Linked DNA regions of Mus musculus: region 2 is linked to region 1. Evidence: chromatin contacts called from public Hi-C data. All regions are on one chromosome and are shown on one strand. The core of a region is the stretch at or near the end of the contact, and the rest is flanking DNA. Distances in the headings are between cores, read along the strand shown. Region 1 overlaps Eya4 (EYA transcriptional coactivator and phosphatase 4). Region 2 overlaps Eya4 (EYA transcriptional coactivator and phosphatase 4).

The links. Hi-C and Micro-C count contacts between places; a contact is called where the count stands out from the background.
Region 2: a Hi-C map of cortical neurons shows a contact between it and region 1, with 2.0 times the contacts expected there. The contact joins two enhancer-like sites. A contact is called at or near these places in 3 of 484 Hi-C or Micro-C datasets (cortical neurons, cranial neural crest and embryonic fibroblasts) and 1 of 9 other capture datasets (adipose tissue).

What each region holds. Positions count from the first base shown.
Region 1 is chr10:23,115,814-23,120,689 of GRCm38.p6, reverse strand. Eya4 (EYA transcriptional coactivator and phosphatase 4) reads left to right here. Exons shown (of 19, transcript NM_001347372.1): 14 at 3,812-3,870; 15 at 3,977-4,137. Among named protein-coding and RNA genes, the nearest start is that of Gm24655, 49 kb to the left of the region's middle. Within about 2 kb of position 3,224, at least 4 of the 459 cell types and tissues checked have an H3K27ac peak or open chromatin away from gene starts, as enhancers often do.
Region 2 is chr10:23,199,464-23,205,033 of GRCm38.p6, reverse strand. The region is part of intron 3 of Eya4 (EYA transcriptional coactivator and phosphatase 4); the gene reads left to right. Among named protein-coding and RNA genes, the nearest start is that of Gm24655, 35 kb to the right of the region's middle. Within about 2 kb of position 1,728, at least 60 of the 459 cell types and tissues checked have an H3K27ac peak or open chromatin away from gene starts, as enhancers often do.

The DNA of each region.
Region 1 (4,876 bases), core at 1,975-4,474:
TGAGCACTCAACACTTCATTCCATTCCACCCACCCCCACCCCCGGCAAGAGAATGCTCTCTGTTCAAAAAAATGTTATTTCAGTTAGAATAACTTCCAGAGGAGAAAGCACCAGGGAGTTGGGGTTCACAAATGTGAGAGAAGAGTGTTCTGACTTATACCTGGAATAGATGAGGGACAACTTTGTGGTTCCCTTGTAAGACAAATTTAAAGCATTTATGATTAACACCAGAATTATTTTAAGAATTTGAGGTCTTTGCTAAGCTGTGTTCAAAACCAAAGCCCTTGAATGTTTTTGGAGCATGTGAGGTTTAGGTTAAAATGACTCCTGCATGGTTTCCACAATGAAAACTAGTTGATGAACAATTATTTATCTTTCCATATATATATAATTGAAGTTCAAGTTTCTTTCACTGGACTGTAATCCCTGGGCAACTGTCCAGAGTCAACACACAGCATTACTAAGCATAAATATAAAGAGAAGATAGATTTGGAAGACCCTCAAACCTAACTTCAAGTACAGAGTGCACGGTCCATGAGTCTGATAAGCTGTTGTCCTCTGGAGTAAAAAATGAATTTGGGGGCAAGTTATGTATAAATTAAACATGTGGGCTAATACTTGAAATGTCAGGAGAGCTTTTTAAAAAATTAGAATGGAGAAATACTGTTTTAGAAAAATAGCTTCTGGTGGTTAGAGGCGCTCACAAAAATCCCCCTCACCATTTTGGGGGTTTTATAGAATAAGCATATTATGTTAAGAGATGGAGGTTATTTACATAAGGAACGCTTTCAGAAGTTCAGCAAAGTGAGAAGCTGCAGGTACTAATTTCTCTCTAAACGCCTCCCAAGAATATCACCATGTCTGAGCTGGAAAGATGGCTTAGTGGCTAAAATCACTGGCTGCTCTTCCAGAGGACCTAGGTCCAGTTCCTAATACCCAGACGGCTGCTCACAGCTCTCTGCAACTCCAGTCCCATGGCAACCAACCCTCTTCTGGACTCAACGGGTACCAGATACATGCACAGTACACAGATATACATGAAGGCCAAACACCTATACATGTTAACACTTGTTTAAAGAATATTACCATGTCTGAAGACACTTAGGTTGTGAGAGCTCCTTAAGTGCCTCCATATTCTGGAGGAAAATGGGGTTTCCAGCTTCCATGCTAACTGCTTAGTCAGGTTAAAGCCCCGGGGTGGCAGCTTGAAACGCTTGCATCTGAAAGGCTGATTTTTGGAGGTGCAATGCCTCCTGTTTCAGGGTAGCCCTCATCCCTCTCAACTGTGGGATACCAAGATAGCTCAGGCGGCCTCATCTCCTATTCTGTTCTTTTTCTTCTTTCTCTACTGATGACACACACACTTTCCACAAGCCTCGCCATCTAGGGTATTAATTTATGTCACTATAACGTTGTGTTAGGAACTCGAAATGACTGAGAAACTCTGCCAAGTACTATCACTGCCTAGACTTCTGCAATGTGGTCAAGAAGCAAGTCTGTTGCTTTTGATTCAGGTTTTTATTTTATTGGTTTATACTCACTGAACGTGATAGAGTTACATGAGGACATTTTCTTTTTCCTTCCTTCTTCCTTCCGTCTTCCTTACTTTTTCCTTCCTTCCTTCCTTCCTTCCTTCCTTCCTTTCTTTCTTTCTTTCTTTCTTTCTTTCTTTCTTTCTTTCTTTCTTTCTTTCTTTCTTTCTCTCTTTCTTTCTCTCTTCTCTTTCTTTCTCCCTTCTTTTCTTTGTTTCATCTTCCTCTTTACAGAGCTTCTCTGTGCACCCCAGCTGTCCTGAAACTTTGTCTGTAGACCAGGCTGGCCTCCAAATCTCAGCAATCCACCTGCTTCTGCTTCCCAAGCTCTGGGATTTAAGGTGTGTACCACCACTGCCCAACTATATAAGCCCATTTCAACCAGTTATGTTGCATACTTTGAGCATATCTCCCATTGTATAAATGCCTTTCTTCTAGTTTTTAAGTTTTTTGTCCAACCTGTTTACTCCCCAAATGCCTGGGTTGATTATTTCCTGCCTCTAGAGCATGCCTTTAAAAATCCATATATCCTGGTTGTCTCTCCCACATGCACCCTCAGCTGCATCAGGTAGAATAAGTCCCCTCAGCCCTTACCTATGAACATAGGTAAAGGTTTATTTGAAAATCACTAACTGGTAATTTATGTAAACCTTAGAACTTCTAGAGTAAGTACACGCAGATTTTTGAAGTTTTTGTTTTCATTTTACATTTATGGGTGTCTTACCTGCATGTATCTATGTGTTCCCTGTGTATACAGTGCCCAGAGAAGGCATCAGCCTCATCAGGAGTGCTGGGATCTAAACCTGATTCCTCTGGAAGAACAGCAATGTTTTGCAATGCTGAGCCACCTCTCCATCCCAAATACATTTTGAAGTCACATACGAACACTTTCCTGACTGTGCTCACCGCTTAATTTGTGTCTTATTATTTATTTGGTTCACATTTGTTTTACTTACCTGTGAAAAGACGCAGTGCACATCACACACATGTGGAGGTCAGAGGACAAGCTGTGGGAGTCCTTTCTCTCCTTCCAACATGTGGGCTCCTGGGCGCAAGCTCAGGTCCTCAGGCTCGGCAGCTTGCTCTGTACCAGCTGCTGAGCCATCTCCTTGGCCTCCAAGTCTGTCCATTAAAGGTAGTCTGAGTCCATTGAAATGGGGTTAATACATCCTGAGTGGGGGCTGAAGACTCTACATTTGGTACTTGATTACAGACCCTTCCAGGTCTATTATAATACATTTGAAGTGGCCCAAAAGCTGGGAAATGTTAACACTGTCAGTAGTAAAACACTTGCATAGCATGTGCAGGCCTAGCTTCAATCCCCTGCCAATCAGCCTGTCTCTGTCTTTGTCTGTCTCTGTCTCTGTCTGTCTGTCTCTGTCCCTCCCTCTCCCTCTGTCCCTTTCTCTCCATCTCGCTTTCTCATTGACTTATTATGAATTATGATCATTTGTAACTGCTAATTGTGGACTTACTCTTCTGAGAGCTAGGCATTTTAAATCTCTTCAGCAAATTTTGCCTCAAATCACGAAATCTTTCACGGCAGCCTTGCAGATCATTTAAAGTCAGAACAAGATTTTTTGAACCTCTAAGAGCCCAATTTCTATGTGGAAGCCCCTATTTGCGTTAAGCAAATTCTAACTTGAAATCAGATCCAATGTGGGCAAACTTAACAAATTTATTTTCCTTGGAGGTTGTATTGCTTTTGGTATGTAAATCTTCAAGACTACTAATATTCATTGACATTTAAAAAACACTAAAGCCCGATGAAAGAAGGTGTCAGTCTCTATGGCCACTACCTTTGTTCTGTATCAGAAAACCAGGACTTTAAGTAAAATGACACCTTCACACCAGCAAAGAGCAGGAAGTCTTGGAAAGCTCACAAGACGCCGTGTTCTGAGGTCAGGACCCCTCCACTTCCACCAAGCGAATAATAAGAAACAGTGACCACTTCAGATGCTTGGACCCCAGGCACGGTGCAGACTTTCAGCTTAGCAAGGGCACTGGTCTCAAAGATTAGAGAGCTATTCTTATCAATGATGTTAAGATTAAACTTATTTTTCAAAGCACCCCAAGTTTTCAGACTGCTTTATGGATTTAGATCTCAAAGAGGTGGTACCATTTCCCTGCCTGCTTAAGAAAGCAGGTATCAGAGGGAAGGCAGAATGGACCCATACTGCCACCTCGTGGCCATAGCCTGATGCTGTGGGATGATGGGAAACCTGAAGGTGTTAGCCACATTTGGGTGATAGGTAATGTCTGTTGTTCCCTTTTCCCAGGAGTGTGATCAAGTTCATATAGATGATGTTTCCTCCGACGACAATGGTCAGGACTTAAGGTAAGCTGCGCTCTCAGTCTTCCGTTTCCTACAGAAATTCAGCTATGGAGTTTTGCACATGTAATTATTTCTTCTGTTTCTTTTTAATGTATTTTGGGTGTTGCAGTACCTACAGTTTTGCAACTGATGGCTTCCATGCAGCTGCAAGTAGTGCGAACCTTTGTTTGCCAACAGGTGTGAGAGGAGGAGTGGACTGGATGAGGAAGCTGGCTTTTCGTTACAGAAGAGTAAAGGAATTATATAACACCTACAAGAACAATGTTGGAGGTACGTGGGGCCGATTCCACCCAGTATCAGCACTCTGACACTCAAGCTGTAGTTTCACAGTGGAAATTAGCTACTGGAAAGAAAACCATGAAGGAAAGCCAACCATGAAGGCTCGAGTTGAAAAGCAACGAGCCTGGATTTCTGCTCTCGGGATTACTAGGGAAGCGTTCAGTGCACCCTGAAAAAGGACTTGGCCGTTTGCGGAAACCTTGTGTTTTAGGATGTTTTCTCTGTTTCGTCTGTATTACTCTGACATTATCAACAAAAAACAGACAAGTGAAGGAGGTGTTCAAGAGGTCCTTGTAAAGATAAGAGCCACAATTATTCAGTTAGTGCCAATCTCTGAGAGAATATTCATGCAGCAGTTTGTGAAAGTTCAAAATGTGCAACAGATCTATTGGATGTTTAAAAAAAAAAACCTCACAAATCGTCTGACAATGTATCTCTACATAGGACATAGTGCTCTCTGTAATCTTTGGATTTTAAAAGTTCCAATACACTGTTGGTAGTATCTAAATCACATTATACTTATAATTTTATAATAAATTATTCATATAATTTGAGGTCCTTAGCCTCAGACTGCAAGTCTAGCTGTGTTTCTAGATACAGGAAAAAAAATGGATCGTCTTTATTGTTAGAATCAGTTTTTAGGTCAACGCATTTTCAAGATTAGTTCCAGAGTCACACACACAACTCTTCCAGCAAGCTGTTTGTTTTCCTTTTAAAATGAAGCATCTTT
Region 2 (5,570 bases), core at 479-2,978, 86 kb before region 1:
ATTTTCCCTGTGGGGACTTAAATTCTAATTAAGAGAAACAGATTATAATAAAGACTGATGTAGTAATCAATACACTGTGTGATAATAAATGCCATTGGCAATAGTATATCAGGAAAAGAAGACATTATGTGAGAGGTCTTCAGTGAAGGAACAGAAGTAAGAGTTGAAAGAAATACTTATGCAGATACCAGGGGAAGAGTATCAAGGAGAGAAAACAGCATGTGCAAAGGTCCTGGGGTAGCAACTGCTGGTGTTTAAGGAGCTGTGTGGTCAGCTCAAGCACAGTGAGGATGAGAAGGGCTGCTAAATGACAGGGTGGGAGGCAGAGGAGTTGGGGGCATCCTGACCTAAACACCATCAAAGGGCTGAGAACTGAAGAACAAACAATTTCGATTTGTTTTCTTTCTGTGGTGGGTGGTGCTGTCCAGTACACTTTCTGAGATGATGGGGATGTCCTTTTAGATGTGTTGTCTTGTGCAGTGGGCACTAGCTACACTCAACCAATGAGCGACTGAGCTGAGACTAGCACACTGAGAAGCAAGCCGATTCCTTCGTTTTCACCGTCTTACACCAGTGCAGCCACAGGTAGCTAAGGTTTGCTGTACAGCACAGGACAACCATGCAGAGAGCCTGTGGGAGACCAGGGAAGCTCACACCAGCATCTCTACTCTGTAAAATTATTTATACACCATGCCAGTAGTAAGACTGGATGGGTATTTCTGCTTTTCTGCTCCTGTTGTTTTGCTCAGTACCTTTTTCTACATCAAAGAGCCACCTGCCTAGATATGACACTGCAGTCAATGGGCTGGGCTCCCTAGATCCACTAACAATCCAAGAGTGCCCCTCGTCATGTGCATAGGCTAATCTGATGGAGACAGTCAGTTGACATTAATGACTAATTCGGTTATTTCAACATCTTGGCAGTTATGACTAGTGCCTCAGCAAATGTGGGGGCTGTAGATTCTTCCACAACACGCTGGCTTCATCCCTTGGCGAGTGATCCAGACTTCAGGATTTCTGTGCCAGCAGGAGCTAAGCTTTCTTGTATGTAACCTGACAGCTACACAGAGAGATCTAAGAATCATGGAGCCACCAATTCTATTGCACTCACAATTAAACCCAGGTTGAGAAGGGATTTCACAAGATCAAAGTGGAGCTAGTGAAGGTGAACTTTTTCTTTTTTTTTTTTTCTTTTTTTTACTACTTACCAAATTGCTCTTCACTGGAAGTGATACACACACACACACACACACACACACACACACACACACACTTGCTCTCGTGCGTGAGCACACGCAGTCAAAACCAGCATCAAACCCCTTGACAACAGAACTCAAATTAACCCTCAATCACACACATATGGGGAGAAGGAACTTGGCTCTGACGAAGGCTGTGACTAATTCTCATGTCACGACTAACGAGAGTAATTAGGGGGCGTTAGGCAATGTCACAAAGGTTTTAGTTGTGCAAAATGATCAGACTTCCTAGAAACAAATGAGACTGCTTAATGTTAAGTGTACACCATTTGAGAATGGGCTGCCTAATCTTTCAAAAGTGGAGCTAGTGAATTAAAGGAACTTCCCCAAACCTCCACCCAGCACATGGTAAGTTCATGCCCAAAGTCCATCACTTTGATTCTCAGCTTTCCCATGACTTCAGGATGCCTCTGTGATGCAACCCTGCCGAGCCCGTCTGTAACTAAAATCCTGCTAAGATTTACCCAGTCTTATATGCAGAATCCAGAAACCACACAGAAGTGTTTCTCTTCTTACCCTCACATGACTGTTCAGTCAGTCCATCTGCCATGTAACCACATGAAAGAATTCTCAACAAATCCAACTCATTATCCAAAGTGTTTGCAGAATCCCCCGAGGAGACAGACTCTGGGAGGAGAACTATCTTCACTACTTTACAAGTGAAATGTTGAGGAGAACATTTTTCCTCAAAAAGTCAGAGGAGTAATGACCTATCCACCACACAGGCCGGTAGCATGCACATTGTGTTGTTCTAGTAATACATTCCTAATTTGTGTCATAAATGCTTATTAGCAGGATCCAAACTACCAGCAGCAATGAAAACTACAGCATAAAGCTAGGAAAGGTACTTCTGGGAGCGTTTGTGTCATCCGTAAGTAAAAGCTCATCTTGATATCGTTTTCACGGTTAGTTCTTCATTTTGGTCAATGTATTTATTCCCTATCTCTACCTCCTTTGCAAAACCTCCAAAGAATGCTAGAGAAAACCAGGCAACCACAACATTTGATTTTCTGGCAATCTTCCCTTTGGAAAACAGACTTGAACTTCATGACAGACAGTAGTCTAGGAATGTTAAGAACACAGGAGAGACTTCAATAAGAAATAAGGGAAATTGGAAACAGAAAGAAAGAGAGAGAGAGAGAGAGAGAGAGAGAGAGAGAGAGAGAGAGAGAGAGAGAGAGAGAAAGAAAGAAAGAAAGAAAGAAAGAAAGAAAGAAAGAAAGAAAGAAAGAGGGAGGGAGGGAGGGAGGAAGGAAGGAAGGAAGGAAGGAAGGAAGGAAGGAAGGAAGGAAGAAAGGAAGGAAGGAAGGAAGGAAGGAAGGAAAGAAGAAAGAAAGGAGGGAAATAGTGAAAGAGAGGGGAAGAAAAAAAAGAAGAAAGCAGCTGTATTTCCATCCTTTTTTCAGGAAAAAAAAAAAAGGTATAACAAACACTGAAATCCCAAATTGGCTGAATGTGCAAAAAGTTCACTATTTGATTTACAAATTCCTAGTAGACTCCACTTAATTGAATCTAGGAAACTAAACCTACTGGAGCCGAGGAGGCTTCTGATTGCGTTTCACCTGGGTCAGAGAAGGTCTTTGGCTTGTTTAGGCATGGAGAGAAGGGCTGCTCTGGTAAAGCTGGCTGAACTCTGAGCTACTGGCAAAAGAAGGCTCTAGAGAAAGCAACAGCTAGTCTGTGCTTCCAAGTCTGGGGCTGCTCCAGACTGGCTACCTCTACCCCTTCCTCTCCTTCAACATCTAGTCCAGTCCTCTCTCAGCCTAGCACACACAGACTCTCTCTACAGGACTAAACTATCAACCTCTTGTGAGGAAAACCTTCCCTTTAGTTAGGAACTCTCTGCCCTGATTGCTTAGTAGTGCGGCTTCATTAAAACATGTGATAAAATGTGGGGGAGAAAGAGAATTCCAGATTCAATGATGAACTTAAGTAGTTCAATGAAAGAGGTTGAGTTAATCCACTTCCTAATTATTAAAGGGATCACAACATCGTTTTTCTTTCTAACTTTTAGGAAACAGCAATTCTATATTCCCAACAAAACACAACAAAACTGAATAAATGCTAACAAGGCACAATGTACTTCAGTCTGGTGTATATTGTTTCATATGGAAGAATCTACTTACATTTTAATGTGAAACACATCCTAGTGTACTAGACTAGTATTTGGGAAAAGAAATAAACACTAAGGGCACACAACAGCACATTGTAGTTTTATTTTCTGTGTACTGTTTTCAGTGGGGGGGGGGGCTCTTGCAGATTTATTGGCATACTTCGGCAAGCACTGATATATCCCTTTATCATCCCATTAAATTAATTACACATATTGAATCTACAGAGTTTAGTAGCTATGTGTTACTATCTTCCTCAAGGCTACTTCCCTTGCCATTCTGGACTTGAGCTCAAAGCCTTGAAAATCTACACAACTACCCCACTACTGAGCTGCTTTCAGAACTTCCTGTTTTCAAATACTAGTAACACTGCTATGATGTAGTTGTGTTTCAAGTGTTTTAAAAGCATATGAGACCTGTACCTTTTAATAGTCATTCAAATGACCAAGAAGGAAGCAGGCATTTTAACACACACATACACACACACAATACTTGAGATAATTAGCATGTTCTTCATTTGGCTTAAGATTCTCTTTGTTGTTGTTTGCTTCGAGTGGTTGATGGAACACTTAGAATTTATACTCTTAGCAAACTTCTAGTAAGATACAACATTGCTAACTGTATTCATCATGGTGTAGGAGAGATCTCTGGGCTTATTTATCCTGTATAACCACAATTCTACTCTTTGATGCACATCTCCTCATGGACTTCCAACTCATCTCTGATTGCTAGTTTTCTATTTCTAGTCAACAATTCAAAACATGTAAGAGAGATTTTTTATAATAATTTGACTTCTGTGCCCATTTCATTTAGCGCCATATCTTCTAGGTTCATGAATATTGTTGTAAATGGCAGGTTTTCCTTATATTTTAAAGCTAAATGACACTTTAAAATGCATTAGAACCATATTAATATTATCAGGAGGTAAATTAAAATGTTCTTCCACCTTAAAATATCATATTCTAACATTTAAATATTCTGTTATATAAAACATGTAGTACTTTTCTGCCTCTCCCTCCTGAAGGCTCCGATTACAGGTGTCATCCACCGTACCCAGATTGGTGTTTCTTAAACACAAAATACACATTGTGTTTATGCAATTTTGCTTTAAACTTTAGAGTGAGTTCCACAGTAAGAAGGGGATAATGAGAAAACATACTATTTTAAGAAAGTGTTATTGAATGTGACATATATTTAGCTTGTCTCAGGACCATATAAAATTCTCAATGAGCAAGTTCTTAAAAGAATTGATATTTAGCTTGTCTCAGGACCATATATAATCCTCAATGAGCAAGTTCTTAAAAGAATTGCAGTTTATATGAAGATTTGCAATATTTTACAAAGCAAAAGACACAGTTAGACCTGAAGGCATGCCCCCTGCATTTCCTGACTGACGTATGAAGATGGTAGCTCATTCTCTCCATCATGTGAGTCCCCCGGTCCCAGGAAAGCTCCCTACTTTGCCAGTGTAGGCATAGCCCTGGGTTGGTGAGACTTTCCTCTCATCCTGATGCTTCCCTGAAGTCCTCATGAAAGTGGACCTCAAGTCCCCAATAATGGGATTAAATTATTACCCCCAGGTGACGATTCACCTTCCTCCTCATTGGCTTCTACCTCCTTCAGCTTTAAATCCTGGGAAAACAGAGGGTGTTGGAAGAAGATCAAAGTATCAGGACTGGAGTTGGAGCCTTAGACGCAGAGCTGAGACCTAAGCCCTGTCTTCCCTCCGGGCTCCCCTCAGCAGCCCCAACCTCCACTCTTTGACCCCCTGCCCTCCTCAGCCAACCAGAAGACTGGGTCTGTGGTTAGGCTGTTTGCTGCATGGTCTCACAGGCTTTATCATTACTTTTACGTACGGGCAGCCAAACTCCGTTTGATGTTGGTTTCATTTTATAGTGTAATTATAGAAGACAGATGATGTTCAGTGGCATATTTTTTGAACTCCTACTTGTGTTCTTTGGAACAGAAGTTCTGTTCTAAGGGAGAAGATTCTAAGAAGTGTCAGGTGCCTTGTCCTGAGGCAGCAGGGAGTCAGAGAGTGGCCACAGATACCCCTAGAGCAGGACACAGCTGTTATTTGTGTTAGAAATAATACAGAATCTTCATTTTAAACATGCAAAGATGCAACACCAGGATGTATTTTTGAATCAATTGTCAATAATGTAGTTCATGTTCTTTCTAGAAAATATGCACTTGATTAAAC